Regions from separate parts of the Mus musculus genome. Here region 2 is linked to region 1. Evidence: chromatin contacts called from public promoter capture Hi-C data. All regions are on one chromosome and are shown on one strand. The core of a region is the stretch at or near the end of the contact, and the rest is flanking DNA. Distances in the headings are between cores, read along the strand shown. Region 1 holds the start of Septin3 (septin 3). Region 2 holds the start of Cyp2d22 (cytochrome P450, family 2, subfamily d, polypeptide 22).

The links. Capture Hi-C pulls out chosen DNA fragments and counts their contacts.
Region 2: a contact with region 1 is called in a promoter capture Hi-C map of pancreatic islet. The contact joins the promoter of Cyp2d22 here to the promoter of Septin3 in region 1. A contact is called at or near these places in 7 of 39 promoter capture datasets (the HPC-7 cell line, HPC-7-derived erythroid cells, embryonic stem cells and 3 more), 8 of 484 Hi-C or Micro-C datasets (the G1E-ER4 cell line, bone marrow-derived macrophages, brown adipocytes and 3 more), 5 of 115 datasets of contacts at active chromatin or transcription factors (bone marrow-derived macrophages and embryonic stem cells) and 3 of 9 other capture datasets (adipose tissue, liver and pancreatic islet).

Annotation. Positions count from the first base shown.
Region 1 is chr15:82,265,348-82,272,822 of GRCm38.p6, forward strand. Septin3 (septin 3) reads left to right here and starts at 3,455. Exons shown (of 12, transcript NM_001368785.1): 1 at 3,455-3,720; 2 at 6,086-7,475. The coding sequence starts at 6,105. It overlaps Gm52180 (a long non-coding RNA gene), which reads right to left. Exons shown (of 3, transcript XR_003951511.1): 2 at 6,997-7,274; 3 at 192-369.
Region 2 is chr15:82,377,529-82,385,003 of GRCm38.p6, forward strand. Cyp2d22 (cytochrome P450, family 2, subfamily d, polypeptide 22) reads right to left here and starts at 2,732. Exons shown (of 10, transcript NM_019823.4): 1 at 2,550-2,732.

The DNA.
Region 1 (7,475 bases), core at 2,205-4,704:
CGGGGGACTTAGGTAGGCAGACCTTCTCCCTCTCGCCCACCCGGAGTTAAAGTATGGAGATCTGAGAGCCTAGCCCATGCTTTGGACTCTGTGTGACTCTGGCAAGACCCTCTCTGGTTTTGTGGCTTTGAGTAGCTTCCCACAGGTTTTTGGCAATCGAAAGAAACCATGGGGGTAAATAGACAAGCAAATAGATTAAAAAAAAAAAAGATTTATTTTATGTATATGAGTACACCATTGCTCTCTCCAGACACACCAGAAGAGGGCATCAGATCTCATTACAGATGGTTGTGAGCCACCATGTGGTTGCCAGGAGTTGACCTCTGGAAGAGCAGTCGGTGATCTTAACCGCTGAGCCATCTCTCCAGCCTGAAAATAGAAATTTTAAGGCTGCAACTGTGTGTGTGCAAACGTGTGTGTGTATGCTTGTGTGTGTGCATATATGTGTTTGTGCATGTGTGTGTGTTTGTAGATCTGTATGTTTATGGCTGAATTCAGCATCCTCTACATGTTAGGCACACCATCCACCACCAAGCTGCCTACCTCCAGAGTCATCGGTTTTCATAGCTCCCATAGAGTGAGGGCAGTGTACAGTAACAGCGCTGGGCGAGACTTGAGGCTCCCCGAGGTCACTCTCAGCCTGAAATGTGTCCATACCACTGCTTACCAAACAGTCCTGGCTCCTCAGCTCTCAGTGTGCCATAGAAGTTTACCTTCCTGCCTTCTAGTAATGGGCGGCTCATCCAGCTTGTTCTGGCCAATGAGTTCTAATTAAATCAAAGCCATTAGTGGCTGGCAAGGGGATTCATTAATCTGCAGTTTGTCACAACCCCTGGCAATAATGACCTGGAGGGCCCTAGAGCAAAGGTGACGTGGGACATAGTTGGTTCATGGTGTTGTGGACAGGAGCCATGAATGAGAAACTAGTTCTTAGTGTCACGGCCTCTAGGGTTTTGGAAGTTTGTCACCCATGCTATCTAAGCCTACCCCTATTATAGAACAATGTGGGGCCCAGAAAGACAAAGAGATGTTCCAATTCACGTGGCTGCAGAACACACAAGTTTGAGAGGTATCATAGCACGCACTCTTTGTCAGGGGGGCCACCGTAAAGATTGGAGTGAAGGTGTCTGTTTTTGGAGGACCCTTGAAAGCGTCTCAGTGTTTGGTGGGAAAATGCACAGGTGCACAGTACCATTTCTGGCCACTAGAGGGCAGCTGGACCCAAGTTTGTAATTGAGGTGGGGCTGCGGCAACCAACTCTGCTAAGCCCCACGTTTGGAAACTGTGGGTGGCCACCAGAAAATAAATGTGGGAGTGGAGAAAACTGGGCAACAGCAAAAGCTTTCTTTTTCTTTTCTTTTCTTTCTTGATAGTGTTTCTGTGTATAGCCCTGGCTGTCCTGGAACTCACTTTGTAGACCAGGCTGGCCTCGAACTCAGAAATCCGGCTGTCTCTGCCTCCCGAGCGCTGGGATTAAAGGCGTGCGCCACCACCGCCCAGCAGCAAAAGGTTTCTGAATGCACAACAACCCTGAATCATCGAACTCAAAATGAATCTGGGCTGTTTCTGCCAACTCTTGTGTGTTAGTATTGAACGTTCGATGTGCACACTTTGACCGACGCATGCCATACACTGCCGAGGAATACCACCTAAAAGCTCACAGACGCTATGGTACATTGTAAATTGCAATGTCTTTGCTGCTAATGTAGAAACATGATGGAAAACGAAGTCAGCATTTTCCTCCAGTTGCTCCTTATTGGCTAAGTAGAAACTTAGCTCAGTCCATGGCTGTGCATAAACCAGGTGTGGCAGAGCCCGCCCGTAATCGCAGCCACCATCACTGGAGGCCCGAGGACACCAGTTCAAGGTCATTTTTGGAAGTTTAGGGCCAACTTGGTATATGTAAGACCCCATCTAAAACAAAAACATCTGCTTCAGCTGCTGTCTGGAGTTTCAGAAGAAGACTAAGGGAGATCTGACTTGGGAGTAGGGTAACACATTTCTAACAATTTCTGAATACAGGCCATTTGCTATTATTTTAATTTATGCAAAATGGCAGTCTGAGCATTGCCAATGATACAATCAAAATATCCATCAGTTCTAGGAAAAAACCCACTGAAACAGCTAAGATTTAGTTTCATAAAAACAAACGAACATCTCTACCTCATTAATATGCAAATTTGCCTTTGTCTTTAACAAATGGTAAACTTTTACGTGTACCAAAGAATTATTTTAAAATAAATTTCTTTTTTTCAAATTAATGTTATCTATTTGGTGTTATTCTGTTTTGTTGTTTCTGTGGCTCTGGGGACTGAACTCAGAGTTTTATGCACGTCAGCCGGGAGCTCTGTCACTATACCAATCCCCAGGCAAAATGGATCAATTCCTTTGAATTATTCTCAGTAAGTACTCGATGTATAGGACTGTATTCTATACCTATATACATGACGCTGAGTACAAATGTCTCGGCTACAGCGGCTGCAGATAGAAAAAATGACAAGAGGTTTGCTCAGAGATGGTCAGTCAACCCTGGAGGGAAAGGAGGCAGACCAGCAGGCGAAAGACAGAGATGGATGGGACGCGGGTCTTGCTCTGAAAGGAGGGAGGCGGGGTGGATTCTAGATCTTCAGGCTGGAAGAAATCACTTCAGGGCATCTAATCTCTAACTGAGAAGACAGCTGAGAACTAGGAGGGTTTTGTTATTGTTGTTAGGTTTGGTTTTTTTGTTTGCTTGTTTTTTTCCGGGACAGGATTTCTGTGTAAAGCCCTGGCTGTTCTGGAACTTACTGATACCGGCCTCTACCTCCTAGTGCTGGGATTAAAAGTGTGTGCCACCACCTCCTGGCCTATTGGACAGGAGTCTTATAATGAGTGGTCAGGCAAGGAGAACCCAGGGCCCCTGACTTCAGCCCCACCCAGCTGCTTGATCTCCAGGAGGTAATAAGGCAGTGTAGGCCCTACAGAGCCGGCTCCCCAGGGTGTCCAGGCTGATTTTGCCACCTCTTTCTTTTCTCAGGGCCTCAAAACATGTAGGGAGGGGAAAGAACTCAGACAGCGCCCCTCCCCCTCCACTGTGATTGCTTGCAGGTTGCCTGGTAACCAGGGCATAGCCAGCTATGGCAACCTAAGGCTCAGAGGGATGAGAATGGGATGAGAAGAGAAGAGGATCCTGGGCCCACACGTTCATCATTCAGTCACTGTGAGAAACATGCTGAGTGATTCTTGTTAGGCCCTGGGACCCAGAGAAGGATAAGATCTGCGTCTTTCAGGACTTTGCTGTCCAATATGGTAGATGGACATTCAAATGAAATAAAATTGAAAAAAAAAATCCAGGTCCTTGGTCATCATAGAATAGTGGTAAGTGCTCGGGAGCCGCCTGTGGCTGGTGGCTATTTTATTGGACAGTGGACACATAGAACATTTCCATTATCACAGAAAGTTCTATTGGCCGGCCAGAAGCTCACTCGCCAAGGCGAGCAGCTCACAGGAAAGCAGGCCAGAGCCCCCAGTGTTGTGGGGTATGGCAGAAAGGAAGTGGCAAGATGATGGGTCGAGGACATGCCAAGAGAACGTTGGGCTTGGCTCCTGGCTCAGAGTGAGTGTTTAGGGCACGTCTGTGGCCTGCACTCTGTGGCTGAGATGCTGTGCCCATCTGCTTACGGGCCTGGCTTTGGCAGAAGACTCTGAGTTTCTCCAGCCTGGCTCAGTCCCTGGCACAGAGTAAGTACCCAGCCAATGGCGTCTCTTCCCACCACGGTCCTTCTCATACTATCATGTGACAGAGCAGCCTGGTGCTGGGGAACCCAGGAAAAGGTTCTTAGCCCAGTGGCCACAGGCTGCTGAGGATCTGCCTCACCAGAGACAGCTGGGGTAGGTCTGTGGATTTCTTTGAGGTCTGGCCCGGGGCTGGCTAGCTTCATACCCCGAGTCTTACTTAGCAGAGGATCTGTCTGAAGCAGGATGGGTCTCAGAGAATGGATTTGAAGGGTACAGTTGTATACACAGAAATCCCAACATGAAGCACAACCGCAGGAGCATGGACACAGATGGCCCTGGGGTCAGCAAAGTCTTAGGTGGTTGCAGAGGGAAAGTGGGAGGGCATGAGACAAACAGGGACATCACCGTTGGAGTAGCTCAGTTCTCTCTTACTGGTGACACTTCTCAAGGGTCCAGTCTTGGAGACAAGGACACATGGGTTATGTGCCATCCCCTCCCTAGGTGGCTCTGCGCGTATAGGGCAGCTCAGCTGGCTGACGCCCATAGCTCTGTAGGATTCCAGAGACTCAGAGCAGCCATTCACTGCCACCCACTCTCAAGAGGCCAGAGCCTCCCTGCCCGGAGCCCAGTCCAGCGAGAGGGACAGGTCAGGGGAGAACTGGGCCCTCAGCTAGTGGACTATGATCAGGAGGCTTAGTGAAAGCTCAAGAGAGGACCCAGAGAAGAGAGGTCTCTGAGCCCGGCCACATGGCTAGCCTCTGGGTGCAGAGGAGTGGGTGGGGTCTGCAAGAGGTCAGCTTCCTTGACTGAAAACCACCGGCTTCTTTTCTGTCTTCTGATCCAGGTAGGTGTGCCTGCCTGTTTGTGTGTGTGTGTGTGTGTGTGTGTGTGTGTGGGTATGTGGGGAGGGTAGAACCAAGGTGTTCACAGGACACGGGGCTCACTGAGGAGGCAAGGATCTAGTGACACAAGAACAAGGTGACCTCAGGAGTTCTGGTCCTTGGGTCTGTGGCTAAGCGAAGGGTGAACACGGTGTGCCCAGGTGCATGTGGTGGGAACAGTGGGCAAGAGAGGTCAGGGCGGCAGGGATATGCCTAATGGAGAAGAGGCAGAGAGGCTGGACAGTTGAGAGAAATACATGGCCAGAGATGATAGGCTAAAGCCATCCCTTAAGGCAGAACAAGAGCCCCCTTGCATCCTGCTTCTCCTGTTCCAAACTTCAGAGAGACGGATGCGATACCACTCTCTACTGGCAGCCCTCACCTCCCCCGCCTCTCCCCTGCCCTCCCCCCCCCCCCCCCGGCCAGTCTTGGCCTGTGGTGTTGAAAGTAATGGAGATAACTTTGTCCCAGAGGCAGCACCAGTCAGCCCCCTGGGGACCCTGGAGACCACCTTGGGGAGTATGGTTCGACTACCTGTCAACCTGTCACCTGTCAACACTGGATCATCGAGCTGGGGACCCCCTTTTCTCTCAACTCCCTGCCCCCAGGCAGCCTTTTCCAACCTCATCCCTGACCCACTGCCCAGACCTCAGAGTCCTTCAGTCACGCCCCACGGATCCAGTACTCTCAGATCCGTTCCCAACATTTCCCCTTTCAAGCTGTCTTTGAAATGGTTGTTCCTAAGAGCAGCGAGCATCAAGTTATCTTGCAGGACCCGAACAGCTTTGCAGCCTCTCCTGGACCCTGTTCACCTTCAGCCTTATCTCTACTCTGCCAAGCAGAGCCTGGAAGTCCTGTGCTGGGGCTTTCAAAAGGAGGCTCTCCCTTCTCATCTGTGGGCTGTCCTTAGGAGCTGCCTGATGCCAGGCACAGTTTCCTTCAGCTGACATCCACCCTATTCAGGCTTCCCCCAAATGTCTCTCACCAGCAATACTCCAGCTCAGGGGCTCTTTCCTAGTGGGGTGCAGGGACTCCCGGTTCAGACTCTGTTCTCAGGCCACCTGGACATCCCACAGTCTCTGACCCAGATACCTGGACTCTTGTTTTCATTGCTATGGTGGTTTCTGCAAGAGACAGGCAAGATTGCCTTCCTCCAGAGTCCTTGAATTCATATGTAACCTCCACAGAGCTGTCCAGGGAGAGCATCCACCCTCCGGAACCAGGGAAAAGAGACAGCTAAACTCCATGCTGGGTTCTCTGATGTCAGGGGCAAGTTGTTTGATGGCAGTGCCTATAATGTGGCTGCAGACTGGGCAGCTGTATGAGGTGTGTGTCAATCTGCAGCAGGTGGAAGCTGTTGGGCCATAGGAAAACACAAACTCCCCTAAGGCCCTCACGCTAGGTTCCCTCAGGCTGGCAGCGCCACCTGCTGGTTGAGAGCTGAGACTTTGTCCTTGTCCCTCCCTCCTCCCTTGTGATTGCCTTAGGGAAAGCTGGACAGCCTGGATGAACCACGCCTTCGCACCTGCTCCTCCGGAGATGCAGCCACACAGGGCTCCAGGCCCCAGAACATCTTTCTCTCACAGCCACATGCTGGGGCACCACACCCACCAAAAGCTCACTGCAGATGTGTCCCCCCTCATCCCTGTCATCAAGAAGACTGGGCGTTTGGATGCCTTCCCCCAAAGCAGTGTCCTAGAGAATTCCAAACAGCCAAGCATTAGATCCAGGGCCTGTAGTATGTCCCAACAGGGCACTGCCACGGGGTCCCTGAGTTCCATGCCTCCCAATAGCTTTATGCCCAGGAAACTCAGCTCTATTTCCTTAACAATACACCAGAATGTCCAAACGCGGCCCTTAGATGCCTCACTTTCTCATTGGGAAGAATTGCCCAGTTTGCACAAGGAGGCTGTCACCCACAGAGAAGGGAGGCTGTCTGCTTCAAGTTTGCCACTCATGGCTCATGTGCCACAGGTCAGGACCTCCTCTGAAGGCCATGGGAACCCAGAACTTACCAAAGCCAGCAGAACACCCACAGGGAATAAACCTCTGGTGTCTTCATGCCTGACTTTACCTTTCCAAGCTCAGTTCATTCAGAGTTCGTCAAGCCTCCCGGGGCCAGGTCCCATGGGACAAGTCCCTTCCAGAGCCTCTCCAGGAAGAGGCAAGTGCAGGCCCAGGGGTATTCCCAGATCCCGAGCATACCTCCAAAGGGCTACCTCGGCTGCAAATGTGTCTGTTGTGAGCACAAAACTAGATAAAGCCAGACATATAGGCACAGTGGCTCTCCACAGACCGGAATTGGCTATCAATATGCCTACACTAAACCAGTCCAGACTGGTCAGAAGCGCAGAGCTTCCTGTTCTGGATGCCAGGATGGACCTGGCCACCAACTTACCTGTAGTATCCAAGTCAGGAAAAGTGACAGACTCAATTGCAGCAGGCACAGCCAGGGATTTAGCTAGAGCAGTGACAACCAAGTCAGGCCAGGTTCCGAATTTGGTAACTGCAGCATCAGACAAGCAGGAAAGTGTCAAGCTTTTGACCACGGGGAACTCAAACGTGGCTTTGCCAACATCGGATGAGGCCAAGCAGGGCATAACCAGGTTGGACACAGTCAAAGCTTTGGCCAGAGCCACCGTAGGCAGGCCGGACACAATGACAGATTCTCCTGCACTGGAGACAAGCAGACTAGGTACAGCCATGGATTCAGTTGTGCTGGTCTGCCCAGACCCAGCCAGTAGTGAGACCAAGCCACACACTGTCAACAATGGGACTATCAGAGACACGGTTACCTATGCTACCTCTCCTCAAAAGCCGAGCAGAAGCACAGACCCAGCCCAGGACCATGGAGCTGTGGGTGCTTCCACAGACAGC
Region 2 (7,475 bases), core at 1,482-3,981, 110 kb after region 1:
ACAGACAGTCAAACAGACAGGGGGCTCATAGCGCTTATAAGTCTGAAACTCCAAGAAGGTGACAAGAAATGTGTTTGGGAAGACGATCCGATATTGCCAAAAGGCTTTCACGAGAAAGATAGGAATGTCGTTGGCCCTCTGAATGTGTTGCATGACCTCCCATTGCTGTGGCTGTGTCTAAAGGCAGAGACACGAGTGCAGTGCCCACAGCAAGCACGGCTCTTCCCCTGACCTGACAGGTCCTCTTCCTTCACCTTCCCAGAGTGGGAAGGTGCCTGCCTTGTCAGAGAGCTCCAGAGTGACAGTGGGGCTGTTTATAGGATCTGTCCACCCTAAATCTCTGTGGCACGGTCCCCAATCCTACTTTTTGACACTAGAGTGTAGCCTGCTAAGTTATAGGACAGGCAGTGAAGAGACCCACCAGGGTCACAGGCTCATTGAGAACTGAGTGAGTGGCTTCCCGGAGTATGCAACCCTGCAGGAGTAGAGGGGAGCCAGGGGCTCCTTCTACTGGGCCGCACTATATTTCCAATGCTCCCCCACCCCTTTCCTGCAAGAAGAGACTACATCTAGGAGAACTCTGATGGGGCAGTGAAGGGGCAGAAGCCTGTGCGGTGTCTTAGAAATAGGAACACTTCCTTTTTGACAATCTGTTTCTGAGAGCACAAGAAACTTCCCAGCATAATCACTGAACAGGCCCTCTTCTGCCCACTTAGTAGGACCACAGTCTTCCGTTGAGTGCCTCCCCACCCCCTGCCAAGAGTTGTCTTCTCACAGCCTGTCAGGACACAGGCAACAGCACAAAGGGCTCAAGACGCTAACTGCCACATTCCCCCCACCAGTATTTTCTGTGAATAAAAAGACGACCCTGCCCGTTGAACAGCATTTCTGACAGTGGAGAGAAATCTCTTAGGACATGCCTCTTCTCTCCCTGCCAGACAGCTGGATAGGATGAGGGGTCGGTGGTTTGTAGCTGAGTAAAAATGTACTTGGACCCAACTGTCTCAAAGTCGTAACCTCTGATTCATCATCAGCGTGAACTTGCGAACTGTGCCCTAGAGCTTAGAAATCACACACGGAACTGGCAGTCTGAAACCGGGCAAGCTATAGCAGTATAAAAGCCTAACACAGAGCACAGAAGCTGGTGACCCACTTTAGTCACTGTCAACACTTGGAAAACATTCCATTCACTTTCTCTTGAAACATTGTGTTCCATTAAGAATTACTCCAAAACCTTTAGTTCAGCTGCTCTGCTGTTCTCCTTGGGAGCCCCAAGGCAACTCTTTCTAGCTCCTTCAGACAGTCCCTGCAGGAAAAACCTCCGACCCTTCACACCCTCAGAGCTGGGGGGTGGGTGGGCAGTAACACTTTCAAAACTTCAGGGCTAAATACACACGGTAGTTTACTTGTAAGCAGCAGGATTGCATCAAGTTCAAGGCCAGCCTGAGCTACGGTATGGAATCTGGTTTAAACCCACGAAACCAACAGCTGGGAAGGAAAGCAAATCTCTAGAATAGTCTGTTAGTTAACATAGGCAAGAACTGTAGGACACTTGGTGCGAGGAATGCTTGGCTGTTTACAGAGAGAATACTCCAGTGTCTGCTGCTGCCCTGACACCCACAAGAACTGGGTGGGCTGCTGGGTAGGGACAGCCATGATAGAGTACAAGGTATTAACTGTACATTCTAGTTGGTGATAGAAAAAAAAAGGGAATTTCTACACTGAACATACAAGGAATTTCACTCCCTTTTTTTCTATCCTTCCTTCCTTCCTTCCTTCCTTCCTTCCTTCCTTCCTTCCTTCCTGTTTTGAGACAGAGTCTCACTATGTAGCTTTGGCTGTTTTGGAACTCACTATGTAGACATGTAGACCAGACTGTCATAGAAACTCACAGAGATCCTCCTGCTCCTGCTTCCCATGTGCTGGGATTTTGTGCCCAGCTCAGTGTAGATTTTTTTTCCTAATTAAATGGGGGTGGATCCTCTAAGCCAATCACTGACAACAACATCCCAGTTCCAGGGGGTGCAGCAGAGTTTGTGAGGTCCAGGGTCCACTCACCGTCCCCACCCTCTTTTCCCCACCTTCGCTGAGCCCCAAAGGGCAAAAAGAGAGGTCTTCGGAGAGAGGTCTGGTTTGCTTAGGTACCGCCTGTCCCTGATAAGGCTAGAATGCACGCCAAAGGGCAGGTTATGCAAAGGTCCAGGGTCAGGCTCCACTCTGCTTACTATAGGACAGAGATTCTCAGCCCTGCGGCCTGGCTACAGGCGGGTTCCCAGGCTCTGTGTCTTAGGGGATGAGCCCTTCAAAACCTGCCCTCTATCAGACTCTAGGAGGTTCTAGCATCTTAGCCTCAGCTTGGGACAATGGAAAACAGTTTACTCGGAGGCCCTTGGAGGTTCCCCTCTGCCCACTCCAGCCCCGCCCAGGGGGAGGGACTGCTACGCTCCAGTGCCAAGGTAGCCCCAGCGCAGGGGTTGGGGTGGGGGCCCGCCTCGCACCCCTTGTACAGCGAATGGGCAGACCCGCAACCCTGCAACCCTTGCCTTTACCGGTGCGTTCTGAAACTCAGCCGAGGAGAGGCAAGAGGTGTCTGGAGCCTCGCAGGAACAGGAGGAGTAGGAGCTCGAGGAAAAAGGGCAACTCAGGAGGATTCACTCTGAGGTGGAGGGGGAGTTGTGAGGAGCAGCAACTCTGAAGAGGAGGGCACGTTCTGACGGGGAGGAGGAAGAGGAGGAGGCGGGAGAGGAATGGGGTTGGGGGGGGGGGGAGAAGAGGAGGCGGGGGAGGAGGGGAAGGAGGCGGAGCAACTCTGAGGAGGATGATACATTCTGGGGAGGAGGCTTCCACTCTGAGCATGAGGGGGACACTCTGAGGAGGCGGATCCACTCCCGGGAGGTGAGACCGATTTGAGGAGGAGGAGGAGGAGGAGGAGGAGGAGGAGGAGGAGGAGGAGGAGGAGGAGGAGGAGGAGGAGGAGGAGGGGGGGCCTTCCTGGGAGGAGGCACTGCAACGAGGAGGCGGGGCTCTGAGTAGGAGGCTTCAGCCCTGACAGGTCCAAGGTCAAAACCTTGCTATCTCCCCCAGCACCCAGAGAGCCCCCTGGGACTTAGCTTGTGCTCCCAGAGGGATTAGGGACCACAGTGAGCGACAGATGGTTCTTGTGGACACTGAAGACAGAGGGAACTGCAGTGAGAATGTAAAAAGCAGTCATTCATTCACCCTTTACACACACGGGGATCATGCTGAGATTAAGAGTTAATTTTTCATCAGTGACCACAGAGACCGGAAGACCACACACAGGATAACACACGCACATCCTGAAGAACATCATCCACATGTTCTTTGTTAAGAATAAAGAAATGTCCTTCGGGAATTAAGTAGTAAGCAGGTCATTTCCAGATAAATGTAGAAGGTCATTGGTGTCAGTGGACTTAGCATACAGGGCGCAGTAGAGGGAGTTCTCCATGCTGAAACGAAGTGATGCTAGCCAGTTAACTCACAGCCATAGAAGAAATGAGCACAGGGCGCAGTAACAACGCGGTAAAAGTGCTAGCGTGCTTCGGGTTGTAAGGCCTTTCTTTTTGTCTGTATGCCTGAAAACCGATGCATAGAACACCAGTTACAAGTCTGTCTTCATGAGTACAAAACATATAAACATGCTATCTGTGGCAAAGATAGTATAGCGGGGAAGGGTGAGAGACTAGACGAGATGTCCTGTGTCTGTATACTACAGAAGGTAACTTGTTATTCAAATAAGGTTTTTGTAAGTTTAAGGTGTTGTTTTATGCCTGGCAGCTCACTGGTCAGCTATCCTGGGATATGTAATGTGGCAGTAACAGCAAGGGAGACCCTGCCTTAACAAGGAGGGAGATGAGAACGGAATCCCAGATGTTGTCCTTTGACCTCTCTAGATGGCATCTCCCCCAACTCCATGTACACACCCTAACAATAAGTTTTAAAAGATGCTGATTTAATCCCCAAAGTAAATAATGGGAATCAAATAAAATAAAAAAAAATAAAACAAATAAAAAAAAATAATAAAACAGAGATGAAAGGAGGGTCAAAGAGGAACACTAAGATACCACTTACACAAGAAGGGCAAGGGGAGGGGAGGGGAAGAGGAAAGGAATGCAGAAATAAAAAGGAAACAGAAGAGGCGATGTATAGCTGTGACATGAACACTTGGATCAACAGTGACTTGGGGGGGGGGAAGGATTGGTTTCAGCTTACACTTCTAGGTCACAGTCCATCATAGGACAGTCATGGCAGAAGCTGAAGCAGGCACCACAGGGGATTGTAGCGTATTTTTGTAAATGTTGCTTTTTGCTTCCTATTTTTTCCTTTATATTCTTACCAATACTTTGTGAGTTCTTTTATCTGTCTCCTCACAATATGTTCTCTGGCTCTCAGCTCAGCTTCTCCTGGCTCAACTGTCACCAACTGTCTTCTCAGTCTGCTAGCCCAATTCACTTTCAACTGTCTCCTATTTTCACTCTTCAAAAATCTCTTCCCCTCTCTAGCCCTGTTCAGTTTTCTTTCCTCCTGCATCAACTGTCTTCTCTGACTCTACTCTTCTGTTTCCTGGACCTTACTTCTTCCTACTCCCCAATCCTAATACTCTCTCTCCCTCCTACAACTACTCTCTCTAGCTCCTTTCTCTCTGCTCTATTGTACTTGAAATCAAGCCTCCCATTCTGCCTAGCCACAATGGTAGCCACATGTCTTCCATTGTTTCTTTTTCTTTCAAACAGTCTGCCACATTAGGTGCCAAATGTAGCTTTTTGTAAGTGCTTCTTTTTGTTCTTTAATTCTTTTTCTTTTATTTTTAACAGCTACTTTGTATGCTAGAAGATCATTCTAAAATACCATCTTCCCTTTGCATAATGAGCCTACTAGGAGGATGAGTAGAAGCCAAATAACTAAAATATAGTCCAGTTTGGGATCTATGCAATCCAAATATGCATATTGGAGTCTCTTTTCTATTAAAGTTAACCCTTTCTCTTGTTTTGTTAGTGTTCATGGACTGTCTAAGTCTGAATTTCCTTGTAATGTTTGAGACAAATTACTTATGAGTAGTTAATCCAATGGTGGACTGTATCCAATTAACGTCTCCCATTGATTTTTGAAAATCATTGAGCTTGCAGCTGATCTCTTCTTATCTGTACCTTTTGTGGCTGACTTTTTGTTGACTTATTTCGTAACCTAGATAATGGATAGAATCTCCTCTCTGTATTTTTACAGAAGCAATCTGCAGATTCCAACAAGATAAAATTCTTTTTGCTTCACCAAACATTTCCTCTAAGGTATCTGTGTCCAAGTCAGCCAATAAAACATCATCCATGTAGTGGTAAAGAACAGATTGAGGAAATTGACTATGAATCATTTCTAGCTGTTGTTGCACAAAATATTGACACAAAGTTGGACTATTTAACAGTCCTTGTGGAAGAACTTTCCACTGATACCTTTTTGTAGGTTGTGCAGATAGGCACTGTGAAGAAAAAAATTTCCATCATCCTGCTCTTGCAAGGAGATAGTAAAAAAGCAGTCTTAAATCAATTATTATCATAGGCCATGCCTCAGGTGGTAAAGAAGGGAAAGGAATTCCAGGCTGTAATGGACCCATTGGTTGGATTACTATATTCTTCACTTTCAAATCTGTTGGCACCCTCCATTTCCCCGATTTCTTTTTTTTATAACAAATATGGGGGAAGTCCCATGGGCTGGTAGACTCTTCTACATGTTGAGCCCCAAGCTGTTCTTGTACCAACTGCTCAAGTACCTCTAATTTTTTTTTCTTTAGTTAAGGGCCACTGTTCTACACACACAAGCTTGTCAGTCAACCATTTTATAGGTAGGTTGTTGGTATAATTTGTGCAGTCCCCCTCACCCCCTATAAATTTGGAAACTCAAGCCCTGTTGCATCCTGATTTTGAACAAGCAGCGACACAGTCTGGGATTGTTCTGGATCACATTTTCAAATACTTTCCACTGAAGCATCTTCCATCTCATCCCTTATTTTAGGGATTGTCTCTGGTATTGAGGGCATATTAATTTCAGTTTCCCACTGCTGTAATAGATCTTGTCCCCATAATTTAGGGGCATGTCAGCCACTTAAGGCCTTAACTTTCTTACTGGCCTTCTAGCTCCACACATTTTAAAAATGGGTTTAGAGCTTTACTGTAGAAATAAAGGGAGAAAGGAGAGAAGGTAGAAAGAGAGAGGCCGGCCATGGCCACGTGGAGGGAGGGAGGGAGGGAGAGAGAGAGAGAGAGAGAGAGAGAGAGAGAGAGAGAGAGAGAGAGAGAGAGAGAGAGAGAAGAAGGCCTAGAGAGTAAGAAAGGTGAGGGCTTAAAGAGCTAGTTCCACACATTTAAGTTATCACACACTTTGTTATATCTGAGATATCTTTCCAGTTCCTAGAAACTGGGTGTAAATCTTTTGAAGTGGCCATTCTGAATTCTAAGTTGGTTTTTTTTTTGTGTGTGTGTGTGAAATGATAGGTACATTACCTCCTGTATCAACCAAACCTTCTATTTCAGTGTCATTCACTTGTAACTTTAATTTTGGCCTCTGATCATTAAGAATTGTTTCCCAGAACACATGATTTCCAGTGTTTACTGGTCTTTCTACTAGAGCAGCTATGCCTTTGATAGAAGGAAGCAGTAACAGCTGAGCAATTCTAACACCTGTGTTAAATTGTATCTCTCTCTCTCTCACCATAAGCAAGTATTTTAATTTATCTTTTGAAATCTTCATATACAATTTCTGGATGTTCAATAAATCCTTGGAAAGATAAACTGCTCTTTCCTAAGACCATTGCTACTATCCCTGAGGGCAAAGGACCATAAACTCCAGTAGATATTTTATAACATATAACCTTTGGGGGATAGTGTACAATATTAAACTATGGCCAAGTCTAGAGCAGCATTGCCTTTAGACACGGACACATGGGTCCATGAAGACATTGAATGTACATGCATTGCCACATCATCTGCACACTCCTAGAAGCCCAGACCTTTTTTCTGATTTATATTTTGAAATACCATTGCCCTTAGAGGTGCCTTGTTCACAATTTTGTTTCAAAAGTCCCACAATTAAAGCAGTAGGCCTTTTGATATCAAAGACTTCTAGCTATAACTTGACCTATATTAGCATGTTATGCGTTAGAACCATGATATATGAATGATAGAGAATGATATGAATGATATAGAATGAATGATATATTCATATTCTTTATCCATTCATCTACGGGCAGTTCCCATGCCTTCAGTGGTCTTACGACTTTTTTACTTTCGGCATTTACATTCTCAAATGCAAAGGTCACTATCAACACCTATCTTGAATTAGGGTCTGATATGGTCTTATTTACTGCTGAGATAAATCTTTGTAAAAAAATCAGTGAAGGCTTCTCCAAAGCCTTGTATAATTTTTGTAAATGATGTGGATTTCTTTCCTGGCTCCTCAACTTTGTATCA